Linked DNA regions of Rattus norvegicus: region 2 is linked to region 1. Evidence: chromatin contacts called from public Hi-C data. All regions are on one chromosome and are shown on one strand. The core of a region is the stretch at or near the end of the contact, and the rest is flanking DNA. Distances in the headings are between cores, read along the strand shown. Region 1 holds the start of Rce1 (Ras converting CAAX endopeptidase 1). Region 2 holds the start of Ctsf (cathepsin F).

Evidence for each region. A called contact is a pair of places that touch in the nucleus more often than the background predicts.
Region 2: a contact with region 1 is called in a Hi-C map of hepatocytes, with 2.5 times the contacts expected there. The contact joins the promoter of Ctsf here to the promoter of Rce1 in region 1. A contact is called at or near these places in 9 of 12 Hi-C or Micro-C datasets (the A7r5 cell line, Schwann cells, frontal cortex and 5 more).

The regions. Positions count from the first base shown.
Region 1 is chr1:211,330,149-211,334,098 of GRCr8, reverse strand. Rce1 (Ras converting CAAX endopeptidase 1) reads left to right here and starts at 2,230. Exons shown (of 8, transcript NM_001100585.1): 1 at 2,230-2,425; 2 at 2,566-2,668; 3 at 2,761-2,844; 4 at 3,082-3,160; 5 at 3,716-3,883. The coding sequence starts at 2,241. It overlaps Top6bl (TOP6B like initiator of meiotic double strand breaks), which reads left to right. Exons shown (of 15, transcript NM_001426986.1): 14 at 651-729; 15 at 1,674-2,126. The coding sequence ends at 2,023.
Region 2 is chr1:211,580,236-211,584,385 of GRCr8, reverse strand. It overlaps Ctsf (cathepsin F), which reads right to left and starts at 2,217. Exons shown (of 14, transcript NM_001034110.1): 1 at 1,968-2,217; 2 at 1,666-1,764; 3 at 1,301-1,385; 4 at 1,145-1,206; 5 at 871-946. The coding sequence starts at 2,186.

The sequences.
Region 1 (3,950 bases), core at 981-3,480:
TATTCTAACTATGTATAAAGAGGACAGATTGTCAGACATTAAAGGTCAGCTCTGGGATACATGAGACCCTGTCCCAAGGATTTTTACTTTAAAATAAGACATGGCCAGACATTGTGGTGTGTGCCTTTAATCCTAGCACTCAGGAGGCAAGGTGAGGAATATCTCTGCAAGTTCAAGCCCAGCCTGGTCTACATTACATATTGAGTTCCAGACAGCCAGGACTAACTAAAAAGGGACTGGAGAAATGGCTGTGTGTAAGAGGGGCCATGCTGCTATTGGTTTGGTTCCCAGTAATCACACCAAGAAGCTTGTAAAAGTGTAACTCCAATTACAGGGGATCTGACCACCTCTCTTGTAGACATGTAATTCACACAGTTACTCAGATATACATAATAAATCTTGAGTAGAAAGATGGAAATAAACACATAAAATGATGAATAGTGCCATGCTTCAGAGCCCGAGGTTCGGGGGAGAACAGAGAGATATGCTGGGACAGAAGGGGGGTGCTTTGAAAGTTGGGGGCCAAGTAGAGACTGATGAGTTAGGAGAATGAGGGAGTTCCAGGTGAAGAACGTCCCTATAAACCAAACCACATGTCTCACTAAGACACAGACTTCTGAAAATTCACTTGGACTTTCTAATTGTTAAAGCACCTGACTCCAGAGAAAAAGATTTCAGCCCAGAACACCAAAGACCAGCACAAGAATATTGGTCTAGAGTTCCCTGCAGGTAAGTCTCTAGCTTTTGGGGTAAGTCCTGGACTGAAACCAGAGAAATAAAATTCATGGTCTGGAGTGATCCAACTATCCCATTCCACTTCAGCCATGGGGACTGAGGGTCTTGGAGGAGCAGTAGCAGCCCTACTGTAAAGCTGCATGACAGGAGAAAGATGTGCGTTGTACTTAATATGAGCACATTAGCTTTTCCAGAGACAGGTGACTCACTGATATCCCCAGGGCCCTGCCAGGAGGAACCAGCCAAGGCAAGACTGTAAATTTGCCCCTGAGGGGTTGGGGGTGTAGCTCAGTGAGAGTCTTGACTATCAATACCCTGAGTTTGATCCTTCTTCCTGTTTGTTCTTCCGCAAGTTATTACAGATAAGCTAATGGTGGTTCCCAACCTTCCTGATGCTGCCACCCTTTAAATACAGTGCCTCATGTTGTGGTGGTCCCCAACCATAAAATTATCTTCATTGCTACTTAACTGTAATTTTGCCACTGTTATGAACCATAATGTAAGCATCTGATACGCAACCCACAGTTGAAAACCACTGAGCTACAACATGTTCATGAGTGTCTGATCCCAGCACTTGGCTGGAAGAAGCAAGATGATCAGTTTAAGTCTCCCCTGAGTTTCATGAGAGTCTGTCTAAACAACAACAAAAAGCTGCCTCTGTAGCAACTGCCTAGAACAATTCCAGACAGAGACTTAGTTGCTTATTGCCCGAAGGAAAGCTTGGTTTCAGAGAGTAACTTGGCATATATATCACCCAGTCTGTGTGGAAAGTTAGATGCCCTCTATCGTGGGCGCGCTAAGGAAGGTCAGGCACTGAAATGTTTTCATCTGGAAGGATGGAGGGGGAGGGTTAAATTAGAACTATGCCCCTGCCCCAACAGTCTCCGTAGCATTGGCAATCTTCCGGAGCAATATGAAATGGGCTTGTTTTCTCCTAGAATCTAGCGGGCAAGCAGAAAACAAGAGGCTCAAGAGGAGCAGCCCCAACCAGGGCAGGGAAGAATCGCGAACTCTGGGCCCAGCCAGGGACCTGAGCCCGCCAGAATCCGTCACGCGCGACTGCGATCCTACCGAGGCCTCCCTCACTGCTAGAGGATCACAGACCCAAGTGGCCAACGACGGAGTTCAGGCGGCAGACGCAGCGAGCCCTCTGGGCGGCCTGGAGGTACCGCAGGGAGCACAGGGCGGGTGCGGGCCTAAGCTACCGCCGCCGGGCCCTCACCACCGCCTCCGCTGCTCCCGCAGGACTTGTGGCTACAGGAGGTCTCCAACCTGTCCGAGTGGCTGAGTCCGGGACACAGGTCCTAAGCGCCCGCTCCTGAGACTCACAGCAAGGCAAGGAAGCCCGGGACGCGTGTGTTATATATTTCAATAAAGCTGCTCCAAGCACACAGTGTCAACTACAGTGCAAGGGGAGGAGCGTCCGGAGGACCGGACAACTCGCGCCGCCGCCTGACGTCACCCGCGCCGTCGCGTCACTGCTGCGCGCCACGGGTCTGGGCGTGATGGCGGCGCTGGGCGGGGACGGGCTGCGTTTACTGTCGGTATCGCGGCCAGAGCGGCAGCCCGAGTCAGCCGCGTTGAGCAGCCCGGGCCCAGGGCTGTGCTGCTGGGTGTCTGTGTTCTCCTGCTTCAGCCTCGCCTGCTCCTACGTGGGCAGCCTCTACGTGTGGAAGAGCGAGCTGCCCAGGTGCGGGGGATGCGCGCGCGGACGGAATCCGCGCCCTCGTGAGGCGGGGCTGCGGGCGGAGCCTGGGCTGGACGGGGGTGGGGCTGCGTTGGCAAATGGTTGCTACAGGCCCCCCCGGAACTTATTGTCCCTTTTCTTAGGGACCACCCCGCTGTTATCAAGCGGCGTTTCACCAGTGTCCTGGTAGTATCGAGCTTGTCCCCACTTTGCGTGCTGCTCTGGAGGGAACTCACTGGCATCCAGGTGCGAAGGAGGCGGGGCACAGGGCAACTAGGGAAAGAATCCAGATTTTTGTGGGAGGGAACATCACTGATACCCCCTTTCCTGTGGCTCAGCCAGGCACATCACTGCTTACCTTGATGGGCTTCAGGCTGGAGGGCATTTTTCCAGCAGCTCTGCTGCCCCTGCTGCTAACTATGGTGAGTCCTGCTTTAGTTTTCCTACTCTGTTGTCACTAGTGTAATGGCATGTCCGTCTTGTGTCCAGTTTTTGGCAGATGGCAGACAGGAATTATGATGTGGCCCTTGAGCCCCTGGTGTGCATGGCTGAGAAATCCTAGAGCTCAGGAAACCTGAGGTCTCATGAGGGTGACCAAGGGCGCAGGTGTGAGCAAGGTCACTGGATAACGGCTTTCGTTTGATGTTTTTCTCCCCCAGATCCTTTTCCTGGGTCCACTGATGCAGCTCTGTATGGATTGCCCGTGTGACCTGACAGATGGGCTGAAGGTTGTCCTGGGTGAGTCTTCAAGACTGAGCAAAAGGTAGGCACAGGCAGTCCAGAACACTGGGGAAAGGAGTCAGTGAGATGGTGTGATCTGGACTGAAGAGGTGAGATGTCACCTCTCAGGATGTGTTTCCTCATCAGTAAAATGGATTATATTGCTGGGTACCCTGTAAGTTTATGATACTCATGGAGGCCTTTCTAGACTCAAAACAGTACTTGATTGGTTAAATTTGGGTTCCTCTGGAATTGACTGACTTCCTCCTCTACTGCCGCTTTCCCTCACTACTGTCAGTCATCTCAAGACATTGTAATTCGGTCTGATAAGGCTTGTTCCCTTCCCCATTCTGATTCTCAGGATTTCCCAAACTGAGTTTGGTCAGAGTAAATCTGTGGGAGAGGGGGGTTGGGGATTTAGCTCAGTGGTAGAGCGCTTGCCTAGCAACCGCAAGGCCCTGGGTTCGGTCCCCAGCTCCGAAAAAAAGAAAAAGAAAAAAAAATCTGTGGGAGAGGGTCCTAGGGGTCTCTAGTAACTAGGCACTCATTGCTTATCCTGAATATTTATTCTAGCCCCTCGTTCTTGGGCCCGCCGCCTCACAGACATGCGCTGGCTACGAAACCAAGTTATAGCACCCTTGACAGAGGAGCTGGTGTTCCGGGCTTGTATGCTGCCCATGCTAGCACCATGCACAGGTCTGGGCCCTGCTGTGTTCACCTGCCCACTGTTTTTTGGAGTCGGTGAGTCTAACCTGTCCAGCAACAATGTTCCCAGCATGAAGGCTAAAAATGGGGCTTTGGGTGAGGG
Region 2 (4,150 bases), core at 968-3,467, 250 kb before region 1:
AAGGCAAGGGCTTTATTTACTGAGTCACTGCCTTAGTTCCTGAAGTTGTTTGTAAGGATAGATCCCTGGGGCCAGTAGAATGAGACAGGAGGGAAGCAAACTTCAAAGTGACAAAGTGAGAGGCATGCTCAACTTTGGGGGCTCAAACTGGAGCAATGACTTATTGAATATAAAAGCAATAACCTGAATGAGACCTAAGGGTGTTACCCAGGAGAGGTAACCGAAAGGCCATGAGAGAGGAAATCCAACAGAGAAAGTCATGGTTTCTGGTTAGGAAGATAAAAGGGAAGAAGGAAACAGGCCACTCCTTGGCAAGATGGCTGCCTAGAAGAGCTGAGGGATATGGGGTCCTTGAGGGACATGAGATCCTTTTTGTCTGGTTTCAGACCCTGGACCTGGACTAGGGTGCATATTTTACATATGAAAGCAGTCCTGGCCTCAGGTTCTCCCAGCATCCCTCAGTCCCTACCCTGGCATACCTTGTTGCCAACCCTGAACTTTCCAGCCCGGGGGCTGGGCTACCCCCAGAGGCTCGGCTGCCCCCAAAGGCTCATCCTGATATAATCCAGACATTTTGGTCTCCTCACTCTCTCCTCTCTTCTCTCTGTGTGTGCCCTTTCTCTCTTTTTCTCCCTCACCCCCCTCCCCATGGTGATTCCTATGGCCTAGTCCTTGGGGTCAGTGATCTCACCAGAGAGCAGCTTCCCAATAAACCTGCATTTCATATAATCAATCTGGCTTGATTTGCCTCGTTTTACCGGCAGAGAAAAACTTATATCACATGTGTTCTTCATCTCCTCAGTATCAAGGTGCCATGATAGGAAAAACCCAAGTCTGCCTGGGACAGATGTGGACAAGGCTGGGGCCTACCTTCCCTTGATTCGTAAGTCCGGTTATAGGTAGTCATGAAGTCCTTGAAGAGTGTAGCCATCTTCACAGAAAAGTCCTAGGAAGGCAAAAGGGTGTTCACTTACAAGTTCAGCCAGACCCAAGTACAATAATTGAGAGCTCTACCCTGGAGGACCAAGACAGGGAAGTAGCCACGGGAAGAGGAAGTGAGGGGGAAGAGAGAGAAAAGGCAGGGGGTGGGGCACAAAGCAGAGGAGTAAGGGGCCATTATCTCTCTTAGACACAGGCTCCTCACCTGGGGCAGGGGATCCTTGTCCAACATTGGAAGGAATGCTCGGAAGGTCTCGTTCCCAGACTCTGGATAGGGTTGGAACAGAAGTAATCAAGGCTGGATTCTGAGTCAGGTATGGTCTGGGCTATCCCAGTCTACTTGAGCTATCTATCCCAGCACCTGTAACCTTGGCATTCACTGGGCTACAGTCCTTCCTCAGCAGCAAGTGTTCTTTTAGCTCTTCCAGGACTTCAAAACTGCAGAGCTGGAGGGAAGGAGGGAAAGGAAGGCAGTTTGGGGACAGTTTGGAACAAGGTCCTGACTAGGGTTGCTAGAAGCTCCTCAAAGGAGAGCTGCTGTGTAAGGCAATCATAACGTGGTGAAAGAGGGGGACGCCAGCAGCAGACACCCAGCACCCAAACACCTACCCTTTCAGAGCATCTTGGTCTCTAGCTGGTACCTCAGAGGTAACAGATGACTCGACAGAACCCATCATTCCAATTGCTTGCCAGCTAGGGCCAACAATAGCCGACCACTTCACTCACCATTGTTTTCTTCGTCTCAGGGTGCAGGCACACCAGGGGATCATTGCAAGGTGGCTCCTCTAATGTGGCTTCCAGGGAGAACAGAGAGCCCCGGCCGGCCTGGACAGAGCAGAAGGTGGGGCTGGCACAGCCATCTCCCCTCGCTCCTCTTAAAAGATCATTGCCCGTCTGTGCCTCCCTACTGGGTCTTAGTCTGTATAGGTCCTTCCCTCCCCGTTCAGGCCATCAACCCCAAATTTAAGGCAAAGTCCTTGCACCATTCCTGGACCCAGGCCTCGCTCCCGCTCCCCGCGCGTCCTCACCCGCCGGACGCGCCCGTGTACCGCCCCTAGCACGGCCCTTGTCACCGCAGTACGGCCGTAATTGTACATGTCCAGCGCGAAGCGGGCGGGCGCCAGCAGCTCCTGGGAGGACAGGCTCCAGGCTTGCTCGTCATCCGCCCAGGGCTTGGCAGGGACTGGGCTCAGGACCACGGTCGCGATCAGCGTCAACAGCCACAAAAGCTGCAGCAGGAGCGCCATAGCGAGGTCGAAGCTGCTCGCCCCGATTCACTGACCCACAAACTCGCAGATCAAGCGACCCAAGGCGGAGCCTGCCTTCAGAGGCTACAGAGTGTCTCCCTACAACCCTGGAACCCTGGGGCGACCAATCGGCACCGATTCCGGGCGCTTGCGCGCTCGCTTATTTACGCGAGGCACGTGGACCACGGGGTGGGGCGGTGGTGGTGGTGAGGGGAGAGGACACTAGGTTGTGAATAAAATGAGAATCTACGACCATTTTTATCTTTCACAGGAAAAACCAGATCTCTTTAACCATGGCAGATCTGTGAAGTAGGTGCTGTCCCATTTCTTAGATAAGAAAAAAGAAGCTTACAGATGGCTGTTACAGATAGGAGTTGAACTTGAACCCAACCCACTGGTTCCTGAGCCTGCCTTCACAGTGTGATCTCTCCTTTGAGGCCCCTGTTGTTATTCACGATATGGTCAGTAATATTATGGGTTCTGGGGACCAGAGGATGTATGTAGTTCAGTGGCCAGTGCTTGCCTAGATCTCACAAACGCCCTGTATACTATCCGCTAGCACAGGATAAATCTAGCGTGGTGAGGCACGTCTATAATTCCAGCATTCAGGAAGACGGGAAGTTCAAGGTTTGAACTTGAGAACTTGAGCCTAGGCTATAAGAGTCTGGCTTTGTGAGGCTTAAAGACATCTATACATATAATCAACAGAACCGTGGGATGGACAGGATCATACCCTAAATCACTTAAGCACTGTGTTCCAGGGCTGCCAAGGGACAGCCTCACAACTGAAAACAAAGAGTGAAAGAAAATCTCCAAAGTGTAAAAATGTATGTGGGGAGAGAGAATCGGCCGGGAGAACATAGAGGTGAACGATAAGATTCCTCTCTGCACCTTTACAGGTTGTTATGAATATTCTTAAAGGATGGATGTGTACAGGGCTTTGTGTGTCTAGATGAGCAAATTATATATTATCACCATTTTTTTTTTGGTTCTTTTTTTTTTTCGGAGCTGGGGACCGAACCCAGGGCCTAAATTATATATTATCAATTGGACCAGAAAAAAACTGTATGTGGGAATAAAAAATGAATCATAAACCAAGGTGCATTCTCTGTAAGCCTCAGTTACACCTGGAGAGGGGAAAGGAGGACTTTTATTACTAAAGGGGAATCTTCCATAAACTGCTTGGATACAAAAATCCACTGGTTTTGGATTGGAGAGGCAGAAATTATCTGCAGCTCACTACTCTGGAGCTGCTGCCAGGAGTATCTTATCTAAAGTTGTTAACATAAGCCTTGACACAGGAGTCTTTTGTACCTGTGTAGAGTGTACAAAGTATGTATGAAGGAATTATTTGAAGTCTTTCAGACAGTTCTCTTGGTTTGTTTGTCTTCAAAACAGGGCCTCACTATGTAGACCAGGCTGGCTTTGAACTTATAGAGATTCACCTGTCTCACTGTGCTAAGGTTAAAGGCATATACTGCCAAGGCCAGCTAAGGGATGTATTAGTTGGTAAGGCATTTACTTGCCTTGCAAGCTTGATAAGTTAAGTTTAATCCCCAGCACCCACATTTTAAAAAAGCTACATATGGGACACTCACTGTCATCCTTTTACCTGGAGGTAAAAGCAAGAGGATCCCTGGGGCTCGTGGGCCACTCATCATCCAGTGTAGCCTAATTAATGAGTTCAAGGCTAGTGAGAAAACCTGTTTCATAGGAGGTGAATGGCTTTCCTGATGATGATATCCTAGGCTGTCCTCTGGCCTCCATATGTGCACACACACACACACACACACACACACACACACACACACACACACACAAAGAGAGAGAGAGAGAGAGAGAGAGAGAGAGAGAGAGAGAGAGAGAGAGAGGTGGATAACATCCAAAGTTTTCTTTTGGCCTACTCAGGGTGTTCTCGTACAGGACTATCCTCTGAGCCAAACTGCCGTCATCCTGAGGTGTTT